Linked DNA regions of Zea mays: region 1 is linked to region 2. Evidence: chromatin contacts called from public Hi-C data. All regions are on one chromosome and are shown on one strand. Each heading gives the region's core, a stretch centred on a gene start, on an enhancer-like site or on the middle of the called end of the contact. The rest is flanking DNA. Distances are from core to core; before and after follow the strand shown.

The links. A called contact is a pair of places that touch in the nucleus more often than the background predicts.
Region 1: a contact with region 2 is called in a Hi-C map of ear, with 3 times the contacts expected there. The contact joins the enhancer-like site here to the promoter of LOC100216965 in region 2. A contact is called at or near these places in 12 of 25 Hi-C or Micro-C datasets (bundle sheath, ear, endosperm and 4 more).

Annotation. Positions count from the first base shown.
Region 1 is chr9:93,337,631-93,342,700 of Zm-B73-REFERENCE-NAM-5.0, reverse strand. LOC100383405 (putative coatomer beta subunit family protein) reads left to right here. Exons shown (of 25, transcript NM_001362077.1): 22 at 2,686-2,792. Among protein-coding and RNA genes, the nearest start is that of LOC100383405, 19 kb to the left of the region's middle. Within about 2 kb of position 3,715, at least 7 of the 20 cell types and tissues checked have an H3K27ac peak or open chromatin away from gene starts, as enhancers often do. A contact at or near this core is called in ear and root tip, where this site is marked.
Region 2 is chr9:93,167,535-93,172,633 of Zm-B73-REFERENCE-NAM-5.0, reverse strand. LOC100216965 (solute carrier family 35 member B1) reads left to right here and starts at 1,768. Exons shown (of 7, transcript NM_001143346.1): 1 at 1,768-2,037; 2 at 2,133-2,230; 3 at 2,380-2,516; 4 at 2,808-2,838; 5 at 3,561-3,664. The coding sequence starts at 1,865.

The DNA of each region.
Region 1 (5,070 bases), core at 2,466-4,965, 170 kb before region 2:
GGTATCCAAAATTTAACCAAAGAAAGGCATTCTTTCTCGGCTTCTTTAATCATGTGTACCTACTGAATCCGGTGATCATTTTCTAGGTCTTTGATGTAACTCCCAGTTAAGGCCAGCTAAATATCCACCCGCTGATTATCACCAGTTCGGAGTCTGTTGGAACGAACTATGCATGCATGCATGATTGCACTGTACTGTTAGGGCCAAGCCGAAGACAGGAATACTGAGATACAGCTCTTTATACACATGATAGAATCCACCTGTGCAAGATGTATTTACATGATTGAGCATATGCATGTATCCAAATATTCATCATCTGAGTCACTTGAGTCACTGTAAAATATGGAAAAGGTGAAATCATAGTTAGAGCAGGATATTAAAATAGTTTGTACAAAGTAGTAAGGTTCAGTAGGTCTCTTGAAACTCCAACACAAACAAGATCAGCATGGCAGTTTAATATAGCATGGAGGCTTTTAAAGCAGTAGCAATTGGAAAATATCAAAATATATCTGATCTGTTATAGAGATAATCAACTTGAAGGCTTAATGACATCATGCTCATGCCCGACCCTCTTAACTTTAAATAATAAGAACTTTTTTCTCAATTAAAATAACATTCTTAATACCTAATGTGTTTTTTTATATAAACTGAAAAATACTTATACTGGGAAGTTTCTAAACAACAGAGGAGAAATATTAGTTTAGGAGACTATAATATCCTCAGATGGAAAACATATTTGTCAAGAAAAGTGCAAAGTTGGAAGATAGCAGAGAGAAATTAATAATTTTTGGAAAAAAGGTAAGTACAATAAGCTCGGTTAAAAAATATAAAAGTGCAACCAGGCCTAAGCCCCTAACACAGATCACTGTTGACTGCATTACATCATGACTAATTAATACTAACAAAGAATTTCAATGATTTTCAAAATCTACTAAGACAATAAAAGACTCGGCTAATGTTAAAAAAACATAGCTAACAACTTAGCTAGTTCCCTAGAATGTGATCTCGTGAAAACAGAACATAATTGCAATAGATTTGTCAGTCAGAACAGGACCTGAGGAAATGATACTCACCTCATTATTGCCCAAGAAAGCTACAAGGCTACAGCTGCATAGATTATAAAACTAAAAGAAAATGTTCTGTTCATACAACCAAAGCTCCGATATCGAGCCAACAAACAAATCCCCAAGTAGCACGAGATTGGCGCAAATAAACTGATAGCTTCATGGTTAGGTGGCTGGTTGCAGCACCCCTGCGCAGCACCAATCAAACCACCATCACACAGATGAGTTAGTGAGTGAGTGAGAGAGAGAAACTCGCCTTGGGTCGGAGCCAGTGGTTGGCCATCAGACTGAGACGCGACCGCGACGGCGAAGGATGGGGAGAGTGGAGAGGCGATGTCGGAGGAGGGGAGCTGCTGCCGCTGTTGCCGCTGCCTCGCGCACCGTCGTCGGCCCCCGATTCGCCGCCGCCGAGGTTAGGGTCCTGGCCTCCTGGGTCGCAATGGACGCGATGAGGCAGGGCTGGAGGGGAAGAGGTTGACAGAGGGAGCAGCTCGCTGCGGCTATCAGACGCGGCCGCGACGGCGAAGGATGGGGAGAGTGGAGAGGCGACGTCGGAGGAGGGGGAGCCGCTGCCGCCGCGGCCACCGCCTCGCGCACCATCGCCGGTCCGCCGTCACCGAGGTCAGGGTCCTGGGTTGCGATGGGCACGATCAGGCTGGACGGGGGAGGGAGATATAGGGGCGAGCAACTCGAGGCGGCGGCGCTCGGGAGGCCGAGAGGGACGATGTGGGATAGTCCGAGCGAGAAGTTCGAGGGGAGAGGAGTGTGGATGGTGTGGCTGTGGCCTGGAGGTTTTACGTCCGTTGAAATCGAGGTTTCGCGTCCGACGCATAGACACGCGCACGTGGCCAACGCACACGCGTCACGTGAGAACTGGCACGTAGACCGCCGAACGCGGACAGGCGTCTAAAAAAGGTCAGGTTTTAATAACTTAGATAAGAAGAGGGGTTTGGAGAAACCCTTACAACACCCACCAAACTCACTCCTAGGCTTATAAAAAAGACGTTCAGTGCTAGATCCATGGTATCGTTATGCATTAGCTTGGTATTGTTCTGCGGGCTTCTGACTGGTGTTATAGTCACTTCCTTTATTCTGTCTATCCACTGCAGAACTATCAGTAATATGAGTATTGGAAAATTAAGCTAATGGGTGGAATATTTTAACTGTTAATGGATGATTTCTTACTAATGTTTATCTTATTTATGGTGGTAACTTATTGCATTGAGCTTAAGGTTTTAAAACAATGTCTTTATATACTCATATATGTATCATGATGTCATGGTAGCACCGCTCACCGATTACCGGTATTTTAGATATCAAAGGAAAATCAGCTTTTGGTTCAAATTTGGAATTATGGAGAAGCTGGATTGCATTGTTTTGGAATGCTTAGAAAGTTAAAATTCAGGATTCTAATTTGTCTACTTCAAATAGATCAGTATCAAGTTGAGATTCACCATGTAACACTGAATTCTTTAGGCTGATGAATTGTATGTACCAACTTCAATCATACAAAGCATTGATGTTTTTCGTAGTTTATTTATTGTGCCGATGTGTACACTGTGCTCTGTTATTCAAGCTATTGGCAATTGCTGGTTCATCACCCCTTTTTGTGACTTTTAAGGTGAATTCCAAAGCTGCAGAATCTCTGGCAGATCCTGCTGAGTACCCAAACCTGTTCGAGGACTGGCAGATTGCTCTGAATGTAGAAGCTACTGTTGCTCCCAAGAGGTATGTGTTAGTCCTTATGGATTATATAGCTCAAATAAATTTGTCAAGCTTTTAGTATCCTTCTATGATTTAAACAAGTAATGCATCAATTTTGTGCATTTTCAATAGAAACTTAAGAGGTGAAAGGGCCTCTAGCTGAATTGGTTAGGTGGTCTGAGTAGCACTCCTCAGGTTCTGGGTTCGACTCCATGTGGGAGCGAATTTCAGAATATGGTTAAGAAAAATCTCCTCGTCTGTCCCACGCCAAAGCACAGATCTAAGGTCCGGTCTCGGTCGCGGTTGTTCTCACTATTAGAACCTTGTTTAGGATTTCTCACATGGTATAAAGCTAGGTTTCCAATTTTCTCTCTTCTCCCACCTCTCCACCTAGAGATGGCAATGGGTAAAAACCAGCTGGGTATTACTTGCCCAAACTCATACCCGCGAACAAAAAAATACGCCTGCTAAAAAACCCATACCCATGACGGGTATAAAATTTTACCAAAACCCATACCCATGCGGGTTTCGGGTACCCAACGGGTTTCACATACCCACTAACATCAACATAAAAAATAATTCATCATGTAAATGACAACCAATATATTAATAAGTTAGGATAAAAGGAAAAAGTGATAACTAATTTTAGCTCAAAATTTGTTACATGAAGTTTATTTCAATCAGAACATATTCAATTAATAATATTATGAGACATATTTATAAGGAATGTTGATTTTAAGGCGGGTTTTAAAAACCCATGGGTTTGCGGATATGGGTAGTGGAAGAACAAACCCATGCTCACGTACCCGTTGGGTTTCCATTTAAACCCATTAACAAACCCGTGGGTAGAGAAATTGACCCAAACCCATACCCTAATAGAGCAAAAACCCATCGGGTTTCGGGTAGCGGGTACCATTGCCATCTCTATCCCCACCCCCTCCAACCGCCAGGCCGGCTTCCAGCCGCCGCCCCCTTCCCTTCACTGACCGTCGCCCTGCTCTGGCCGCCACCCAGACCTCCATGGCGGACTCCTCTTCCCTAGGCGTGGGCACCCTCGACCACGACACGGCAGGCACGAGCGCCATCAATGCCATGGACGTCGCCGCTCGTCGCACCCTCTTCCCGGCCACGGACACTCTCGCCACCGCGGTCCTCGGCATCGTCAGACGCAATTCTCTTCCTAGCATCCACCTCGCCTACGCAGCAGCGGTCACGGGCCTGCACGTTGTCACTGGCGCGGCCATGCACCCAACCGTCACCACCGCGGGCGCGAGCGTGCCCCACGCCGTTGCCGCCACGGGCGCGGGCGCAGGCCCGTACGCCACTGCCGTGGGCACCTCAGCCACGGGAGACGCCTTCCCCGCCGGCCCGCGCACCACCGCGGGTCTTCTCGCCTTTGCCGGTGTCCTCCTCCCCGGCCTCCTCTCCCTTGTTTGCAGCAAGCTCATCGGGGATGGGCCCCCCTTCATCGTCGACCTCAGGCCCCTTCCCAGAGCTCCGCCCGCTGCCCTCGCTGCTGCATAGCCCGCCTGACGCTCCCCTCCCGTCTTCCCCGCCCACCGTACCCCCCTCGCTGAACCAGCATGGGCTGACCTCATCGCGTCCTCGTCGGCTTCTCCGCTCGCATGCTCCACGTTTGTTGCGGCTCTCGCCACCATCCAGGCTGTCGTGGCCGCCTCTCAAGATCACGAGCGAGCTGCGTCCCTCGCCTGGGAGCAAGAGCATGCTATAGGCGCCGCCTTGACCACTCAGCTGGCCATCGCTCAACGTCTCCTCCTCGGTCGTGGTGCTACGCCACCTCTGGTGGCCCCTGAGGCTCCCCACGCCTTCGGACTTGACACCGACACCATCACCGCTCTCCACGTTCAGGTCGTCGGTGTTTACAACACCCGGTCCCTCGTGTTCGTCGTGTTGGACCTGGCGTCCCCTCACTACCGCTGGCGTGTTCAGGTGCTTCTCACGCTCTGGCGGTTCGTCCTCGCCGACGCCGTCGCCCCGCTGTCCCCATCTTGGCTTCAGATGGACAACGTGATCCTCTCGTGGCTCCCGGACACTTTCACCGTCGAGCTCCAGTACATTATCCGTGAGCACGAGGGCACCGCTCGCAAGCCTAGGCAGCATTCACGAAAGTGATGCACTAACAGCAGCAGCAGCAAACCAAGCTATGGCTACCGCTGGAGTGCTCGAGTCTGGAGAGATAGACAGTAGGAGCAATGAGAGAATATTTTTCAGAGTGATAAACTGAGACAGTGAGCGCATCCATGTGGCATCTCAGTTAGGGCCATCATCAGCCAGTGTGAGG
Region 2 (5,099 bases), core at 519-3,018:
CGCGCACGACTAAGTGCATGACGGGGGAAATTAGGGGCGGGGTTAGATCAGTTACCTTGAGAGAAGGCTCAGGGACTCACAAATGGCGTCCGGGGCACGACGAGGACACGGGTTGACGGCGGCGGAGCGGCGGCGGGGTAGAGAGAAAACCGGTGAGTGTGGACCGAGGCAAACAGAGGGGGAGGGGACGAACCGAGAGGTGTCCCGGATTGCGGGTGACAAGGCGAAGCTCACCGAGGCAACATACACGGCGAGGGCTCGACGGCGACCGCAGAACGGGCGCGAGACCACGACTAACGGCGGCGGAGCTCCCTGGGTGTGCGCGTGGTGCGAGGCGAGTGCTGAGGGCTGTGAGTGCACGAGTGAAGGAAGAGGAGGGCGAGTGGGTACTGGGCAGCTAGAAAAAGGCCGGGGTGGGGATGGGGCGCGACCTCGGTGTGCGTAGTGGGCGCGGAGTCCACGGCGACATGCGGGTCGCGCGCGGGCGGTTCAGGGAGGACAAGTCCGACAGATGGGACCCACGGGTCAGCGAGAACGGGCGAACGAACGGGTGGCCAGGCTGACAAGCGGACCCCGCGGGACAGTGAGAGAAAGTGCGCGTGCACGGAGGAGTTTGGCGCCGACAAGTTGGCCCCACTGGGTAGCGAGAGAGAGAGAGAGAAGTGAGAGAGGGCGTGGGACGGCGCTGACAAGCGGGGGCCGCCTGTCAAAGAAGGCGGGCGCGCGCGAGGCTGGGCTGGCTTGGGCTAGTTGGGCCGAATTGGCATTTTCTTTTTTCCTGTAATTTCTAATTGCTTTTCTATTTTATTTCCTTTATGGATTCAAATCAAGTTCAAACACCAATTCAAATCAAATAATCTCAAACATGTGCATCAAACAAAAGAATATTTTAGGTTCAACATGATGCAACAATTCATGACTTACATAGTTTTGACAAAATAAATAAATATTAAACCCTCACTTAATTAACTTAATTCTAATCAAAAGAAAGAGAGAGAGACTAGAGAGAGACTAGAGATAACACCTGAATTTGGTAGGCATTTAGAAAAGAAATTGTATACACCAAATTCAGGGTGTTACAATTACTCACGTTAGTGTACATGTGGACCAAATCTTGTGTATCTCAACATAAAAACATATTAATCCACCTAAGTTATCACTCATTCACCAAAATAAAAGCAACAACCTTTCACTCTCTCCTTTCTTAGTATTGATGATAAATTTAAAAACAAATGAAAACTAAGCATAATCCAAGGTATCACTTCACAATAGTGTATTTTGTTAACTTGGTTTGGATTTTTTTGTCGCTCATCCAACTTTTAAGCTTTGTCATTATGATACAAATAAACATATGTCGTGCCATATTAGAGCACACTAATGAAAGTTCACATAGCATTCAAGTTTAGGGACCCAAGTGACACAACATGTTAAGTTAGAGACCCCAAATGACTCCGACATGGTATGCCACGTCAATATCCGGTTTGTAAACCTGGTTTTAGATGATTTTGTATGAGCTGATAAAGTTCGATGATCTGTTTGGCCGTTCTAATTACAGAGCATGCCAATTTCATCTATGGCTAATGTACTTTACCCACTAGGCCACTATCATCCTACTCCGGCCTCCGGCCGTCACCCTTCCACGCCATCTAGCCAATCGGGCGTCTGTCCTGGCATGCTCGGTCCAATCGCTCTACGCCACGTCACCTCTCTTACGCGCTCTTCTCTCTTCCCCCCTGTTACGTTGGGCTCCTACATAACACGCGCCCCCGCTTCCACTCGGCGACCACCGGTCCACCGCGCATCGAACCCCCACTTGTGCTGATTCTGCTGATCCCTCGCCGACAACGGCCGGAGAATCGACACCATGGCCGCTGCGCGCCGGGGCCGTGGCGACGGCGCCAACGGCGTCGTCCGTCCCCGCCCCCGCGACCGCGGCATCGGCGGCGGGAGCATGGCGGGGCGCGTGGCCGTCCTCGCCTTCTGTGTCGCAGGGATCTGGTCCGCCTACATCTACCAGGGCGTCCTCCAGGAGACTCTGTAAGCCCCCCCCCCTCTCTAATTGCTGTCCGAAGTCCGCTACACAATTAGACAAGCCGGGGTCAATTTGGTGAGTTTGCTCGCCGGTGGTTCAGATCGACGAAGCGGTTCGGGCCGGATGCGCGGCGGTTCGAGCACCTCGCGTTCCTCAACTTCGCGCAGAACGTCATCTGCTTCGTCTGGTCCTTCATAAGTGAGCGCCCTCTACCTTCCTCTGGCGCCGCGTAGTTGCCTAATTGCAATTCGTGCAGCGTAGTGGGCTCGTGGTGATCAATTCCGTCGCATTGTGGGTGACTGGGTGGCCCGCATACGAGGGTTTCTGACTTCTGCGTGCTTTTCAAGTGATTAAGCTGTGGTCGGGCGGGAGTAGCTCCAATGGCAGCGCACCGATATGGAAGTACTGGGGCGTCAGCGTCACCAATACCATCGGGCCGACCATGGGGATCGAGGCTCTCAAGTACATCAGCTACCCGGCTCAGGTATGGTTCCACCTGTTCTTGCTGTGTGACTGTGTCGCCTTCCTTGGTTGTTTTACTTTTATGCACTGTCCCGGAGCGGCGGAAACGATTAATGACAATTAGTTACTTTTCGGAACCCCGTTTTTTCTTCCAAGTGATTTCTATTTCCTAAGGGAAATTATTTTATTTTTCTTTGGGAAAATGAAAATTCATTGGAAAAATGGAGTTCCCAAACTAGTCCTTCATGTGATTGTATAACAATTTCTGGTAACTGAATATGAATCCTGACTAATTTACTGTTGGTGTGAACAGGTGTTGGCAAAATCTTCTAAGATGATTCCTGGTAAGTTTACATTTACTTATACACACTACAGTGTATATGTATCACAACATAAAAGTATTCACAGCTTGTTCTTTTCTTCTTGAACAGTCCAATTTAATTTATTTCACTGAGTAAAGAAAACTACAAAGAGCAGAATAAAAGTGCAATGAAAGATAATCCCTTTTTCTTTTATGTTGAGACATACCATGCTCAACACTATTATGAGTATAATTCTACATTAGTAGGAACAATGACAGGGATATTTTTATTGATATCCATGTTGGCTCGATGTGTTTATTAAGTATCATAAGATATTAGATTGGCCCTGACATCTAAGTCCATACGGTTCTAAGAAAACGAATATATTTGTGTCTTCTTTTTGTTGACAAAATCATCATAGGGTGAATATATTAATTAAGGTAGATCTCTTTTGCCAACTAAACTCATGGTCATTCTATCTTATGTGCTTACATGATTTAACCGTTGAAGCCATCAATATGCAATGAGTTGTTGGATCTTATGTGCAATTATGCATTGCTTACCGAAACTATTCTAATAGTTTATAGAACTGAAACTATTCTCTGAGTTGTCGGATTTGTATTTGTTCTATGTATCTAAGTACTTTTGGGTCAGTAATTGTTTCTATGTATTTAAGTATTTTTCTTAAAGAAATGCATTCTTCCTCAACATTGCATGCTGCGTATTTGACGCTTCTCCTCTAACTTCCTATTCAATTTATTTAGTAATGTTGATGGGAACTCTTCTCTATGGTGTGAAGTACACACTTCCAGAGTATTTATGCACCTTTCTTGTTGCCGGCGGTGTGTCCTCCTTTGCGTTGTTGAAGGTAAGATGATCTTCATTTTGTTGATTCATCAACTGCCGTACTAATGAGCTAATTGTTAGAATTAGGCATACAATCCTATTGGACCAGTGTAGTTGGGCTGGGCTCACCCAACACTACCTATATGTAGGTAACTAGATATGAATTTTACCGTATTGCCTACTAAAGTAAGGTGTTAGTCCTATGCATTGTATATAATCAACACATGGGACCCAATGCAATACAATCTAATTTTGTGGCAATACCTCCTCTAACATGGTATCATGAGTCTAATCTCACTTCTGCTTCTCCTTGGTCGCCGTCCCTCTAGGGCCATCGCCTCTCTAGGGCAGTTGTCCCTCAAGGGCTGACGCCACCACCTCCTCCCTTGTGTCGTGTGGCTGTCGCAGCGCACAAGCATCTCCTCCCTCCTTCCGCACCCATCCCTCCTCCTGCACCCATGATAGGGACCTCATCGATTGACAAGGAGCGTGCCTGTGCTGAGAAGGCGGCGACCTTCTACAAGAAAATTGACGACGTGCCTGTCGCAGTTTAGGGTGCTGATAAGAAGGTTGTCAACACATGTGCTTGTGTCTAGGTAACCACCCTTCTACTTGAGTAGGAGAAGTCCACCGCCGGCACCCTTGAGCAAGAGGTCACCATCGTTCGACAGGGTTTAGGCTTACAGGCCCCCACGACCGCCCCCATCACAGGACAACCTCGCTGCAGACTACAATGCACCGTCATCGCCAACCTCGAAGACCAAACAACCGTTGTTCTCAATGTCCGATCATTGGTGACGATCATCCTCGTATACTGCTCAGACAATTATGTCTGCTGGCATGATCAAGTGTTGCTTGCTCTCAAGTTGTACATCCTCGTCGACTACGTCTTGTCTGACCCTCCGTGAGACACCGATTCATGATGGGATCAGATTGACATTGTTGTCATCTGTTGAATCTCAGGCACCATCTCTCCGAAGTTGCGCCAGATCACCAGGGAGTGTGATGGCACGACGCAACCACCTCTTGGCTTGCTCTTAAGAACTAGTTTCCCAGGATGCGTGCGACACACACCCTCTAGCCCAACACCACATTCCGCACCTTCCTCCAGGGTGACCTCCCCGTTGGTGACTACTGCTACAAGTTGAAGGGGATGGATGACTCCCTAGCTGACTTGGGTGCCCTCATCCTCAACATTCTTTGGGGCCTAAACAAGAAATTCGAGCACATCGGTGTCATCATCCGACGCTAGTCCCCCTCCTCGTCTGAAAGGATCAAGATGTTCAAGAAGGGGGTGCGTGAATTAGGCTCCTCTAAATTTTCTTTCACAAATTAAAACTTATTAGTAAGTGCAACTTCATCCCTTGCCTAGAAGTGTTCCTATCTATTGATCAAAAGTTTTACACCTTAAGTTCCAATCCTATACTAGCATGGCTATTCTAGCAATGTAAATACTC